5 separate regions of the Mus musculus genome follow, and all the other regions are linked to region 2. The links are chromatin contacts, called in public promoter capture Hi-C maps. All regions are on one chromosome and are shown on one strand. Each heading gives the region's core, a stretch centred on a gene start, on an enhancer-like site or on the middle of the called end of the contact. The rest is flanking DNA. Distances are from core to core; before and after follow the strand shown.

What was found. Promoter capture Hi-C pulls out the DNA fragments that hold promoters and counts their contacts.
Region 1: a promoter capture Hi-C map of hippocampal neurons shows a contact between it and region 2, with 5 times the contacts expected there. The contact joins the promoter of Zdhhc2 here to the promoter of Sgcz in region 2. A contact is called at or near these places in 2 of 39 promoter capture datasets (cranial neural crest and hippocampal neurons).
Region 3: a contact with region 2 is called in a promoter capture Hi-C map of liver, with 4 times the contacts expected there. The contact joins the promoter of Mtmr7 here to the promoter of Sgcz in region 2. A contact is called at or near these places in 2 of 39 promoter capture datasets (cranial neural crest and liver).
Region 4: a promoter capture Hi-C map of liver shows a contact between it and region 2, with 4 times the contacts expected there. The contact joins the promoter of Dlc1 here to the promoter of Sgcz in region 2. A contact is called at or near these places in 4 of 39 promoter capture datasets (frontonasal cranial neural crest, hippocampal neurons and liver).
Region 5: a promoter capture Hi-C map of liver shows a contact between it and region 2, with 5 times the contacts expected there. The contact joins the promoter of AI429214 here to the promoter of Sgcz in region 2. A contact is called at or near these places in 2 of 39 promoter capture datasets (hippocampal neurons and liver).

The regions. Positions count from the first base shown.
Region 1 is chr8:40,422,471-40,425,170 of GRCm38.p6, reverse strand. Zdhhc2 (zinc finger, DHHC domain containing 2) reads right to left here and starts at 1,356. Exons shown (of 13, transcript NM_178395.4): 1 at 1,002-1,356. The coding sequence starts at 1,128.
Region 2 is chr8:38,660,212-38,662,911 of GRCm38.p6, reverse strand. It overlaps Sgcz (sarcoglycan zeta), which reads left to right and starts at 1,404. Exons shown (of 8, transcript NM_145841.2): 1 at 1,404-2,187. The coding sequence starts at 2,149. The region is part of intron 1 of Gm40493 (a long non-coding RNA gene); the gene reads right to left.
Region 3 is chr8:40,633,377-40,636,076 of GRCm38.p6, reverse strand. It overlaps Mtmr7 (myotubularin related protein 7), which reads left to right and starts at 1,285. Exons shown (of 14, transcript NM_001040699.1): 1 at 1,285-1,379. The coding sequence starts at 1,356.
Region 4 is chr8:36,951,123-36,953,822 of GRCm38.p6, reverse strand. It overlaps Dlc1 (deleted in liver cancer 1), which reads left to right and starts at 1,381. Exons shown (of 18, transcript NM_001194940.2): 1 at 1,381-1,702.
Region 5 is chr8:36,992,299-36,994,998 of GRCm38.p6, reverse strand. AI429214 (expressed sequence AI429214) reads right to left here and starts at 1,424. Exons shown (of 1, transcript NM_001039220.3): 1 at 1-1,424. The coding sequence starts at 1,299. The coding sequence ends at 418. All of the region lies in intron 2 of G630064G18Rik (RIKEN cDNA G630064G18 gene), which reads left to right.

The DNA of each region.
Region 1 (2,700 bases), core at 107-2,606, 1.8 Mb before region 2:
GGGTAAACATCAGACAAAATATTCACGTATCCCTGGCAGAAGAGTCATCCCCTGTGTGAACATTTCTTCCTGATAACACACATCAGCTTTCACGGAACCTCCTAAGGCAGAAAGTTTACATTAAGCTTCATAACTGTATTCCCTGCTTATGAATAATCAACCTTAAAAAAACAAATCTTCAGTGCTGAAAGTGCCCCACCCACCAATTCAGGAGCTTTATCTTGGACTGGGGCACTTGGTTCTCTGGATGCTATGCACTTCAGATGATGGTTTTCCTGCCCCGCTCTCTATTTTCCCAGCATCTAAACTATAGTCTTCTATATTTCTCACAGGTCTTCGAAAGATACTTTCTAGTGGCTCGCCCTTCCTGCCTCCTTTTGAATTAGAAAGTGGCTAATTATCAACCCTCAAACCACACAGGCGGTTACAACGCTCGTGAGTACTGTTATCATTTTTTAAAAAGTGGGTCTATGGCCATCAGAAAAGAAGCTGGCTCTGCCATCCGAGCGAGGTTAAGGCCAGTGTTTCCCCATCGCATATCTGGCGCAGCTCTGATTCTTGGCCCAGCCTTCAGGGCAGCTTCTCCGGCCTCCAGGGCAGCTTCCCAGCCTCAGTGACCACAGTGGTCCCCTGTTCTGTCCTGCTCGGTGAGAGGGTGTGGCTGGGGTGGCAGTGGTGAGTAAAAGGCAGAAGGGGGTACTCCTGGCCGTGCGTCCTGGGGTGGAGGTGACCCAGTAACCCAAAAGCGGCAAGGGGAGACCAAGGGAGTGACAGAGTGCAGGAGGTCTCCAGGAGGCCGGCTGACCTCCGCTTGGGGTGGTGGTGGTGGGGAGAGAGGTTTGGGGCGGCAGGCAAGCAGGTATTGGGAAGCGCCCAGGGCGCGCGGCGGGGTGGGGAGAACCCAGCGGATGCACAGAGTGGAAGCAATCGCAGAGCGGGGCTGTAGTCCCGGGACCGCGAGGGGACAGCGTGTGGGGTTCGGGACGCGGGCACCCACTCACCTATGCACAGCTGGATGGCGTAGGCGTAGTAGGACCAGCCCAGCAGCAAGCTGATGAACACCACCGGGATCCAGTAGAGCACCCGCCGGCACCGCCGCCTCACGCCGCCCGAGCCCGAGGGCGCCATCTTCCAGCCGCAGACACCTGCCCAGCTCTGCCGCCGCCGCCGCCCGTGGGCCTGGCTCGGGGCCGGGCTCGGGGCTCCCGGAGCACCCGACGGGACAGGCCCGGGGGCGGCGGCTGGCTGTGCTGCGGCCACCGCGGCCGCCGTGGCGCTAGCTCCCCATCCCGCGGCAGCGAGCGGGCGCCGCGGACTCCCGCTGCTCTGCCGGGCTGAGGCGGCGGCTCAGAGTAGGAGGACGAAGGCGACGAGGCGGCGGGAAGCTCCGCTCCGCCCCCGCCTGGTCCCCGCCCGGTCCCCGCCTCGCTGCCTCCCACTGCGCGGCGGGCTGCGCCCTCGGGCGGGTGCAGGGATCCGGACGCGGACTCCCACGGCGCCCTCGGACTCTCGGCTACCCGTGCGCCCTTGCCCTGGGCCACCGCAGGGGCGCTCGAGGTGGCGACCCGGTGCCCACCTTGGCCCTCCCGCCCCTGCACTTGGCCCTGGATCGCGGGACTGTGATGAGAATTGACACTCGCTTTGGGTCACCCTCCCCAGCCGCAAGCCACTCCCAGGGCGCGGATCGGAGGGGGACGAGCTGCAAGGTGTCGCTTGTAGGAGGACGAGCGTCAGCCCCTCTTCGCCCCGCCCCCGGGACCAGCCAGTTGCTATCCCACTCCTCACCGGCCAGGCCCAGGGAGGATTGCGCCAAGTCCTTAGGCGCCCAGGCCCTCACCCTTGCATCTGTCAGGAAAATTCTCGCTTTAACTTGTGGGTGCCAGTAAACTGGCTGAGAGTAGCCAAAGTGCGGTCAGTTTCCAGAACAGACCAGCGAAATGATGGTGTTTGGGCATGAGAACGCCTACCTAGGTGCCCAGATCGCCATGAAGAGGGTTGCCAGAGGCCCTAGCCAGAGGGAGCAAGTTGAATTTTACGTTGTGAATCCATTGACAGTAACTAGAGTTAGGGCTGGCAGATCTTTGCTGAGAGAAGATTCTCTCTTTTTGTGTTAAACTGTCTTGTGATTCTAAGAGTAAAGTTTACCGTCCCCATCTCCCAAGAGCCAAGCGATTCCTTCTCTGCGTTCTTTCCCATCCTATCCAGCCTGACAGTGATTTTGGTTGTGATAGCGATTCTAAATTTAGCATATAGTAGAGTTTAAAGCGGTTGTCAAAACCACTGGAACGTGATTCTAATGGTAGTTAGAACAAACATCCCACAGTTAATTGTTGGTGAATGGGAAAGGAACGTGTTTCTGAGATTACTCCTCCCATTATATAAACAATTAGTATGTGTAACAGGTACCAGATATCATTAATGAATACTATATTTACTCCACACAACCAGATTGGGTAGAATTACTTGATAAACGTGATAAGAATGCTGAAGTATAGAAACCCAGCTCCAATTATGTCCTCCTGGCTTTTCAATTATCTTCCCAAGACTGGATTAAATATCAAGCCAATGTTCCTGAAACAGCTACTGCATCAACGCAGAAACAACCTCGCTCACCGGCACCCCCAGAGCTCCCTGGGACTAAACCACCAATCAGAGAAAACAGGAGGTGGGACTCATGCGTATATAGCAGAGGATGGCCTA
Region 2 (2,700 bases), core at 155-2,654:
ACACGTGAAATAGAAATGGGCTAAAGCAAAGAACTCAGCATGCGTAAGGATAAATCCAAGCCCTGCAGGCTTAGCTGCAAAACACTCAATGGGGAGAAAAATGCAGAGAAATGTGATAATATATAAGATTAATATATATGTATATAATTATATAATGTGTATGTAAGATATATAATAATATAAAAGACTATCGTATATATACATATATGTGTGTGTACATATATATGTAACACATATATATTCATATATATATATAATAGTGGAGATGACAGGAAGAAAAAAACAGGCAGTTTTAGGTATTAGAATGGTAACTTTAAAGACTTCTTACATGCATTAATCTACTTATTTCACATTTGCATGCTTTATCATTTGCTAGGCTCTGGATGTACTGGTAAATAAGACTGGTCTGATATCTCAAGGGCATACCATTTATTGAAGAAGTCACACATTCAAGCAGATAATCAATGCACATATGCAAAAATGATAAATTGAGGTTCTGCTATAGTAAGTTAACTAAATACAATATACAAAGGACTCACCCTTAAAAAATCTTTTCTGAGGGACTGGCATTAGATTGAAACCAGAGAAAGGGAAATACATGAAGTCAGAAGAGGAAAGAGATGTCCTGACAGAGAGGCAGTGGTATATATTAGCTGAAAGTGGAAGAAACGGCACTCACACAGGTAGACCAGATGGCTGGAGCTCAGCAGTGCAGAAATATGAAAATGAAGTTAGAGAAGAAGTCCAGAAAAGTATATGTGGTCATATTTCTATTTTTTAAAAATACATTCTTTTTGAAATAAAATAATTTACATTGCTCTTTTTGAAATCTGAAAACATCTTTATATTTGCAATTTTTATATGCCACAATAAAAAGCCACTGAAGCCTTAACATAAATCAAGGTGTTTACCCTAAAATATGTAAATGAAGCAGAGGAGCCCCTACCTCCAAATTTACAGATTACAAGTGCGATGTAGTGACCTGTTAGAATGAATTCAAAGAAACATTTTCCAGCAGAAAACTTAAAATATCTTGAGTTGCATCGTGGAAAGAAATCTTTAACAATCCTACGTCTCATCATTTAAAATTAGTATTTTAGGTAAAAGCAACGTGACATTTAAACAGCCCAGATCTAATTGGATACAGACGAGATTTAATTGAATGCATAAAAATGATACAGGCAAGCCTGTGTCTCCCTGTGCTTATCTGAGCAAGAAGCTGCAACAGAGTAAGTGAATTAAAATGCCTGTCACCTAGTAGATTCCGGACAGAGGGCAGTCTTTAAGACCCAGCGACTGTATTTGTCTGGAGAGGAAATGTTGCTTTTTGACAGATGAGAGAAATCCCCTTAGTGCTGGCTGTGGAAGGGAGAAGTGAAGTCAGTCACCTGGTGGTGAAGGCCAGTAAAACAGCAAAGCAGGAGGAAAATTGCGGTCTCCCTCTCTTCTCTTCGCTCTTTTCTCTCTGTGGGAGCCACCTCCTATTCTCTCAACTCTTTTAGCATAACCTTCAAAGGAGAACGGTCCCTTCAGACTTTATTACCGTCTTTTCCCCACTGAGAGAATACCTCTTAGCTACAAGACATTTTTTAAGTCTATGCAGGACTTCGGGGATCCAGTTATCTTGCCAGGGAAATTGATGATTGCTAATGTCTGAGACTCACAGCGTGCTAAATTAGCTACCAGAGTATGCCTGACGGAGGAAGGCTTTTTATCACATAGTCTTCTCTCCAGTTTGAACACATTTGCTTGAATTTTGCCGCATGATGCTGTCCAGGGAAGCAGCTTTTTTTCTTGGGATGCAGCAACTCGCTGGTTTCTAAGCTTATTGCCGAAGAAAAAAATAATCTGAAATTGAGTGGATTTTTCCCCCTCCTTTGCTTGAGTCGACTGAGCTGTGTCGCACGGCGGTAAAGATCAACTGTCCCTAAATCTTTGAAGAAGTAAAACAAAGTGAATTCTCATTAATATTTATTTATTTGTATTATTTTTAACCGGTGGAGGCGGCGAGACCACGGAGGATGAGACTGAGAGAAGCTACCAGGGCTTGGAGGAGGATAAAGCTGAGTTTCAGCTGGAAACTAAAAGACTAGATCGGTTCGGGGAGCAACTTGGCCAGTTCCTCTCCACTTCCTTTAGTTTCGCTCCATGGACAGATCCACGGACCTGGACATCCAGGAGCTCAAGGTACGTGGTCCTGCGGCGGCGGCGCTGGCTTTCCGCTCTGCCGCGCTCGCATCCCGGGCTCTGCTCGCCCGCTACCCGGCGTCTCCGGAGTAGTCGCGGGTCCCGCTGGACGGCGAGGGGGCATCTGGGGCGGGGTGTCCCCGGGCGCAGCGCCCCTCCCCGGGCCGTGGACACACAGGCGGCTGTCCCTCGCCCTCCCGCGCGGGGCTGCCCTCCGCGTCGTTGTTCCGGCTGGAGGCCACCCGGTGCTCCCCTCACGGGTGACAACGGCAGCTGGGCTGCAGGACCCGAGGTCCTCGGTGCCCCGGAGCTGGCTGAGGATACGGAGGTCTCCCCATCTCTACTCGAGGTCGCCCGTATTCCCGGCAAAGTTGTCCGGGGCCACTTTCCCTCCCGTCCCCGCCCGCCTCTCTTCTGTCCCGCTCCTGCCCCCGTGCGACACCGGGACAGCCTGTTTCCGTTCGTAAATTCGCTGCACAGAGGTGTTTGTGGCCACCACTAGGCAAAGCCCCC
Region 3 (2,700 bases), core at 36-2,535, 2.0 Mb before region 2:
TACTACTGACTAAAGCGGGACTTTCTTTGACTACCCCTGATGTTCTTTACAAAAGGGAAAATTACACTTTGACTTATTCTTGTCATTTACAAGTGATGTTTTATAGCTTGTTCCAATCTACCCTCTCGGGTGGTAGGAGTATGAATATGGTCCAAAACGTGCAAAGGGGATGTGACAATTTTAAAATGAATTCGACATTAATGAAAACATATTTTGAAGGTTGCAATATGCCGGTATTGAACAGGAGATTAAAAAAAAAAACAAAATCAAAAACAATGTGTAAGGTCAAAGAATTTACAACAATGTCATAAACAAGGGCCAGGAAAACAACGAAACAAATACTACTCCAAGAACTGTTCTATGAAACTTCAGTATGGCAGAGGGTGTTTTTAGTCTCTGGATTCCCTTGGTGCCTTAAAGGGACCTCATAGTGGATACTTTGTGTCTCTAGCTGTCGTTTAGTTACAGCTAGGAAAAGACAGCCGATATGTACCTAACACAGGATCTGGGGTTTTCACATCTCTATCAAGATTCCATCAGTGAAGTCACATGGTTATGTGAGATGTCTGACTTGACAGCAACCTTAGTACTAGGGCACAAACAACATTGGTATTACTCTCACTTTCACCCCAAAGACTCTGCTGACTGAGCCTGTGCCAGAATACATCCAGAACCCAGTAGACTATGCATACTGCATCAGGGTGCAGTCATTTTTTCCCCCTACCACATTCTGAAGTTCCACCTATCTTCGGATGCTCTGGAAGGCAGCCAATGAGGGTATAAAGCTTCACAGATTCATTCGCATCTCTCCAAGAAACCACACCCAACACAAGGCCCTCTTTGTGCCTTAGGAAACAGTGGTGCCACAGTATTACCGTTTTATGCTGCCTGACTCTCTTTGGGTTTTGATTTTTCTTTTTTTAAAAAAAGAAAATATGGGGGGTATCTTTATGTCTCTTTTACTGTTCCAAGCTGCTGGACCCAAATGATCTTCCTGCCTCAGCCTCCTGAGTGGCTGGGATTACAGGCAAGCGCCACCGCAGCCAGCTTGAAGATCCCCATCTGGAAAAATACCTAGTGACTTGGGCAGTGAGAGCCTCCACCAGAGAGAGGGAGCGGAAAGGAGAGCAAAGTCCAAGGGTGAGACCCGCAGGTGCGAGCAGGCGCAGAGCCGCGATCTCAGGCCCGCGCAGGCGCCCAGCACCACCGGCGCACCTGGAGGAGGAGCCAAGGCCGGGACCCGCCCACGCCCGCGGCCGCCGAAGCCCCCTCCCCGCCCTTCCCATTGCGCCGCACGCGCGCGCGCAGGTGCGTGAGGCCGCGCCCGCCGGGGACCCTGCAGACGCGGGCCCGCCATGGAGCACATCCGCACGCCCAAGGTTGGTGGCCCGGGCGGAGGAGGCAGAGAAGGAGGAGGGATGCTAAGCGCACGGGGCTGCCCGGCCGGGAGCTGGACCGCGAACGAGGGAGGAGCTGGCGGCGCCCTAGCATCTCCCAGAGCACTGCGAGGCCGGTCTTTCTCTTGCTAGCTCACAGGCCTAGCTGGCGCTAATCTCTTGTCCTTGGGGGTGAGGTGGTGCGCAGTGGACGCAGGGGTGGGCAGGAGGGAATGGACCCCATTTGTCTGTTGAGTAACAGGGTGCTGATAAACGGTTTTTCTTTAAATATTTTCATTTAAAGAAGGTGCTGGTAGCTCTGAGCAGTTGAAAAGGAAGCAAGCTCTTGAATAGCAGGTGCAAAGAAAGTGCGTTATAGACAGATGGTTTGAATGAACTTGGAAGCTTGTTGAAGCTAAGGATTGGACTCACCCGAAGCATCCTTTCCCATTTTGGAGCTGCTAGGGACCTGCAGCTGAGCCTAGGATACATATTTGCCATGACTGAATGATGGCGTATTCTTCTCTTTCCCGTTTGTTTGGCCCCTTGGGAAGAAGATGCTGCGTATAGATTTCACCCGTGAGTGTGTGTTAAAACACACCGGCGTTTGCCGCTCAACAGAAATGATTATTTCCAGATTATACAGTTAATTAAGACTGGAAGCCTTAGCCATAGTACCAAACCTTGCCACTCTTTGTTGCAATATAATTTAGAATTAAAATAATGATAGAGATTCTTGTCTGATTTTAAAAACCTCTGGGAAGGAAGACCTTTTTAAAAATCCCGTTGTTTCTCTCTTAGTTACCACCACACAGTCTTTTCAGAATCATCTTATATTTAAAATCTAGGTCCCAGACAGACTTGGACTAAAATTATATCCGAGTGCACAGAAGTCATGTGATCCCAGGGCTATTATCATTTCATGGGAACGTATATTTAATTACTTTGCTCCTTATCCAGCAAGAATTTATCCCTACATTCAGAGATGGTTGCCCATACCTCTTAGTAAAAGCCTCATTAATATTGTGTTCATGGAAGAATTAGTCTTCTAGCCTGCTGGAGACCGTCAGTTCCAGCGGTGAGTTTCAGTTGTGTTGACGTTGCCCCATGGAATGAAACTGTTACTTTACAATCAGGAAGTTGTAAACTTAGGAGACAGTGCCATAAACCACAAGATCCGTGGCTCAGGGCTCTCAGGTCTTAAGTGGTACTAAATAATTTATTCAAGAGTGATGAGTTTAACCCATGATTCTCTTTGTCTTTTGCCAAGGGCATTCCTCTTTCATGATGAAGGGGCCCTTTGTACAGGTGGTGTCTTATGTGG
Region 4 (2,700 bases), core at 132-2,631, 1.7 Mb after region 2:
CTGTTGAGACATGCAGGCTTAATTTCTCCTGCATCTCATTATGTGGTTTTATACTTATTTCTTACTTGGATATTGGAATTATTCTTAAATTTTATATTATTGACAAGCTAAAATTGTACAACCCTCACACAGAGTCAATAATTAGATTCATCGAATTCCTAATCATTTTTTAAAGGACTAGTTAAGTCACCTAGAGCTATAGAATGAACTCTTTTAATGTAACTAAAATGAAAGGGAACGATTACTGAGTAGTTTCAACCAAATAAGATAAATGGACAGATGTTGTTTCCCGTTTCTCTGGTGTAAACAAGGAAGCTATCCCACTGGCCTGGCCACAAACCTACATGTCCCAAGGCCACTGTCCGTCTTACCCTTGCACTTTCCCTGAGGGAGAACTCTGGGTCATAAAAGAGACTCTGTATGAATTCTTTCCAGAAATGATTTGAGCTCTGCATTTGTGACATCTTATTATAAGACAAGCTAACATCTATTATTAATTGATGCACTAATTAAAGCCATATTCGCAGTTTCCATTAGCTTATTCCCTAAATTCTCCAGAGTTGGCTGTCTGGTTTTAATCAAAACCAAATGGTAGTCCTAGCTCCCAGGCCGGAGCAGCTAGGAGGAAGTCACGCAGTGGAGGCACAAAAGCAGAAAAGATAAACAGATGAGAGTTCACAAGCTGTCTGGGGAAGGAGGCATACACTCTGCTAGCCACTTTAGAGATGTGATTGAGAGACTCGGCCATGCTGGAGGAAGCATCGCAAGTGTTTTATGTCAGCAGGACTTCTAACTTGATCAAGATGGAGTCTGCCTTCTCCAGCCTTTCCAGCCTTTGCAGCCGTGGTTGTCTGTAACTGGAGGATCCCTTACTGGAGGTAAGGAGGCTTCACGTGCTGTAACACAAACCACTGTGTTCTGTTCAGAATTCTGGGGATGAGAGAGAGAGAAGAAAATTCTCTGTTTCCTCGATTCTCGGAATTTTACTTACAGATTTTTTTTCCTTCCCCAAGTCCAGGATTTAAATTTTGAAGTTATTTTTTAAGGTTCTAAACTTTAGAAGAATTACGGTATTAAAAGGCTCAGACTTCATCTGTCTTAGAAAACTTTTGAAATGAGAATTAGGAGAAGTGTTCTCCATTTAACACAGTAGAAAGTAACACTGTGCAGAGGGGAGAGCTGCACTCTCTTCCTTCCTTGTTTTCCACGAGCCCTGTGGGATAGGAAGGACTCTAGGACTTTCTGACGCTAACTAATCATCTCAAGAGCTTTGACAAACTCACTTTGGTTCTGTGTAAAATCAGAGCTTCAACGCCCAGGCGGCTCTGCTCAGCCCCTCCCCTCCGGCTTCGTGCAGGCTTTCTCACATGCAAACTTCTCGGAGGCAGGAAATACTTTGCAGGCAATCTGGGCCTGCTGGTGGAGGCCCCTCTCTCGCAAAACATCAGTCTGCATTTAGAGGACAGAAGTCACTAGGAACGCCTTGACAGGATCCGGCGTTAGCTGAGGCTCTCTCCAGCTGCAGAGGGGGTTTTTTGTTAGAATCACACACTGCGTTAAGGAGAACTGCTCAGAATAGAGCCGTGACCTCAGCCAGCAATGTGAACTTAGATTTTTTGGAGCCGCTAACCGGGACAGACTCCTCTCCTAGCCTGGCTGGAATAGCATCATGCCTTGGCGGTAACAGCAACTCCTGGTCCAGGTAAGAGGCTGCTGCTGCGACTGTCATGTAGGAGACAGAGCTGGAAAACCTTGCCATCTTCAGCCAGCTGTTGACTGCTTTCAGAGCTGAGCCCTGAAAAGCAGAAGGGGGAAAACTGTGTAGTCAGTAGACAGCGGGGAGTCAAAATCTTTTGAGCAAAATGTCATTTCTAAAATATGTTCCACGTAGCTCGAGTCTCTTTCCCCATGCAGAAATGTTTTCTTCTGATTTCTTTTTATTCTTAACTTACTGACCAATCCATCTGTAACGCGCCGCTGCTGATAGGTGTAGCATATCTGGGGGCCAATGAATCTTCTCAGATTGAAGTGTGAAACTTTAGAAACTCCTTTCTCCTCTCTGTTTTCCCAACAAAAAGAGGACATAACATTATAACGTTTTTTCTTAGTAATGTGCTTTCAAACAATAATCAGCGTCTTACTGAAAACTCTGAAAATCAAATTCTCTAGTATTTCCAGCTAGTTTCAGTCACTTACCCTGTTACTAACACACAACGTAAATTGTTATTTTAAGAGAAGTAATGACATACAAGTTTACAGGTTATTTCTGTCTCTGCACATTTAATTTCAGTTTGGGAACATAAGTGTCAGAATCGGGTTTTGTTAACATTAAACTTGGATTCGCCGCTCAGATCTCATGTTGTATGAACACTCCGTGTTGCTGAAGCAAATCTGTACAATCACATCAGTCATGGGAGAATCTAGCTGACCATTCATTCGTATTTTCTGTCATCGTCAAGTCAAATAGTCACCATGCTTCAGCCTTCTAAATTGTCTTAATGGTTAAATGTGTGGTCCCGGAGTAAATAAATGTAGCAATGGCTGATATAACCCAGAGTTACAATAACAAAGATGATGTTATATTTAGAAGGAAATTATTTTTGGAAAATTGTATGGAATAGTATGCAAAGATATTATGCCTATCTCCAAATCTGTGAACCAAACACAAAATGCAGTAAGTGAAGGATGGATAACAGGTTT
Region 5 (2,700 bases), core at 175-2,674, 1.7 Mb after region 2:
CATTCATATGTGTGTGTGTGTATAGAGAGAATACCACACACACACACATATACATACATATATATATATATATATATATATATATATATATATATATATATATTCCCCTAGATTACAAAAGTTTTGCAATTTCTCCAATTGTCTTCCATAATGTGAAAAATCTATTGGATTTAATGATTTAGACTTCAGTGAAGGAAGCAGAAGTAAATCTTACATTAGTTTCTAAATTTCCTCTATATGAGATGGTAATTACTCAAATCCACACCAGGTACATGTATGCACAACACATGTTATCACTAATCACCAATAGTCACCATCCCCTGGTTGGGCATAGTACATATCATCATTAGTAGTCAGCACCTCCTATCTGGTTGGACGTGTGAGTTGAGAATCATTAAAAAGACTTGTACAGTCTTCCTACACCTGCTTTGAATATGCCCGCCCAAAGCCGGAGCTTCCCTTCAGCATTTTCTCAGTCAGTCGCTTCCAGATGATCCTAGGATCATCTGAAAGCCTGGGGAAGCCCTGATGTGCTTCTCCAACACGGGTGAGAAAGTCTGTGGTATGAAGGTGTTCATCTATTTTCTCTTGGAGTAGTAGTGACTGCAGTAAAGTTTTCCTTCGTCTCAGGAAGTCAGACTGAGCCAGCTCTGCTCTTTTGCTATTACAGCTGGGACACTGCGAAGAAATGTGTTGCGTAATCGCCCCTATGTACGCCAGAGTCGCTCTCGTGTTTTCCAAATAGATTCTGTTCCACAGTTCATCAGGGATCGTACAATTGAAAGCATCTACCTCTGAGGTCTCTGCAATCCATCTGAGCTGCAGCCTTTTGGGTCTGTTGCTTTTCTTAGCTCTTAAATCCTGTCTCTGGTGAATCAAGTTTACTTTTTTAGTACAAAAAGACTGCAGGGCATCCAGTTCTTCTGCGGATTCCTTAGGGATTTCTGGTGGGAGTCTACGGTCGGGTTGAGATCTTTCAGAATGAATTTCTTTGCTCTTGAGATGGTTGATCCACATTTCACTCAGCTTATTTTCATCCTTCTGTAAGAGTGAAAGTTCTGACTGCTCGTCTTGCTCTTCCGAACTTGTAGTCGGCGTTTTGGTCTCGACTGGGCTCTCAGAGGTGTGTGAATAGGATTGTAATTCTCCAGAGAAGCTGATGGAACCAGAACTCAGTACCTCATCTGCACAGGACCCGGGGAACTCTTCTGAAACTTGAGTAGCACAGACGTCCGTCTGGGCCGGGCCTCCGTGCTCTTCTTTTGAGTCCTCCGGCTTCTGAGCAGGTGGCCACCCCATTGTCTCGGACTCAGTTCCTCATCTGCTTTGCTCTGGTCAAAAATGGGTCTGGAACCAGTAAAGAGGAGCCGACAGGGCACAATCTTTGGTGTAGTTGAGTGCCGCGAGCTTCTTCTTCCGGGTATGCCTTTCCTGGTTGACATGGCAACGCGGGCCGGTCATGCGCAGTGAGTGGTCTCCGGTATCCCGCCCCTTTCCTGTCTCTTGCAGGAGCCCGTTCAACAGCTTTTAATTCAGCCCTCAGGCTGCTGTGTGTAATTCAAGGGAAAAGGTCGCAAACCTTTCAGGTCAGACCAGGTGTTGAGCATACGTAAGTCCCATGGAGACAGACAGATGGCACTTGACAAAAGAGATAACGCGTCTTGCCGCAAAATTTCCACAAAAAGTGCTATCTGAAGTCCCCAGTAATACATACCTGTTTTAGAGCCAAGGGAGAAGCTGTTTGTAGATTTGCCTTAGAATAAAAATGGAAATACTCACAATATTCTCTAAGGTCTCTCCACAGTCTCTCAAGGCTCCTGAAAACCCTCGCAGATTCCTCAAAACCACAGTGTTAGGTGCTGTCCCTTCCAACTGCCAGATCCATACCTTCATCTCTAGATGTTGTGCTGTATGGCTATTACCACCTACAAGATGCTTTACACGGAGGGTTCGGGTGCATTTCCTGCATTCTGTATATCTGAGTCTCTGAGGATAAAGCCTAAAGATGCAGCCTGCTCAAGAAATCTGTTAGTGTGCTTAATACCACTTACAAAGGGACAGTGGGTTTTGTGACATGAGTAATTCCACTTTAAGAAAGTCTAAGTATCCTCCTATTTAATTTCAAACTCAAGCCCTTACCCAATGATACATCCCTCTAATACGGGGCTTTTAAAAGACATTGCCTCAGACCCAAATGCCATATAAAGGCACATGTTGAAAATCCTGATGATGACCCTAAAGCGCGCGCGCGCGCGCGCGCACACACACACACACACACACACACACTGGACTCTCAAATGCACTTTGTCTTCCTTCCCTGCATCCCTTCCGACACTGCCGACTCATCCTTGTGTGTCCTCACCCACTCCCTTACTTTGCCAAGGTCAATGGTCTGAAATATTCAAAGATAATCTGAGAAATTTGGTCAGCCTTCCTTTAAAGATAAGAACTTTCCAACTTCCTCATTTCGGCCAAATTAAAGAAAGCAGAAAGACAATTGTGGATCTAAGGGATTTCCAGCAGGATTCGTGTTTTTATTCTAAATTGTTTCAAAATCCTCCCTCATGCTCCCATTCATATTTCCATATAATTCATTTTTCTCCCCACCCCCAACAAGGAATGTGTCTTTAAAGTACATCCTCTAATAACGTCCATGTGCTAATACCCAGGCTCATCCAACTTCTATCTTTTAGCACTGTA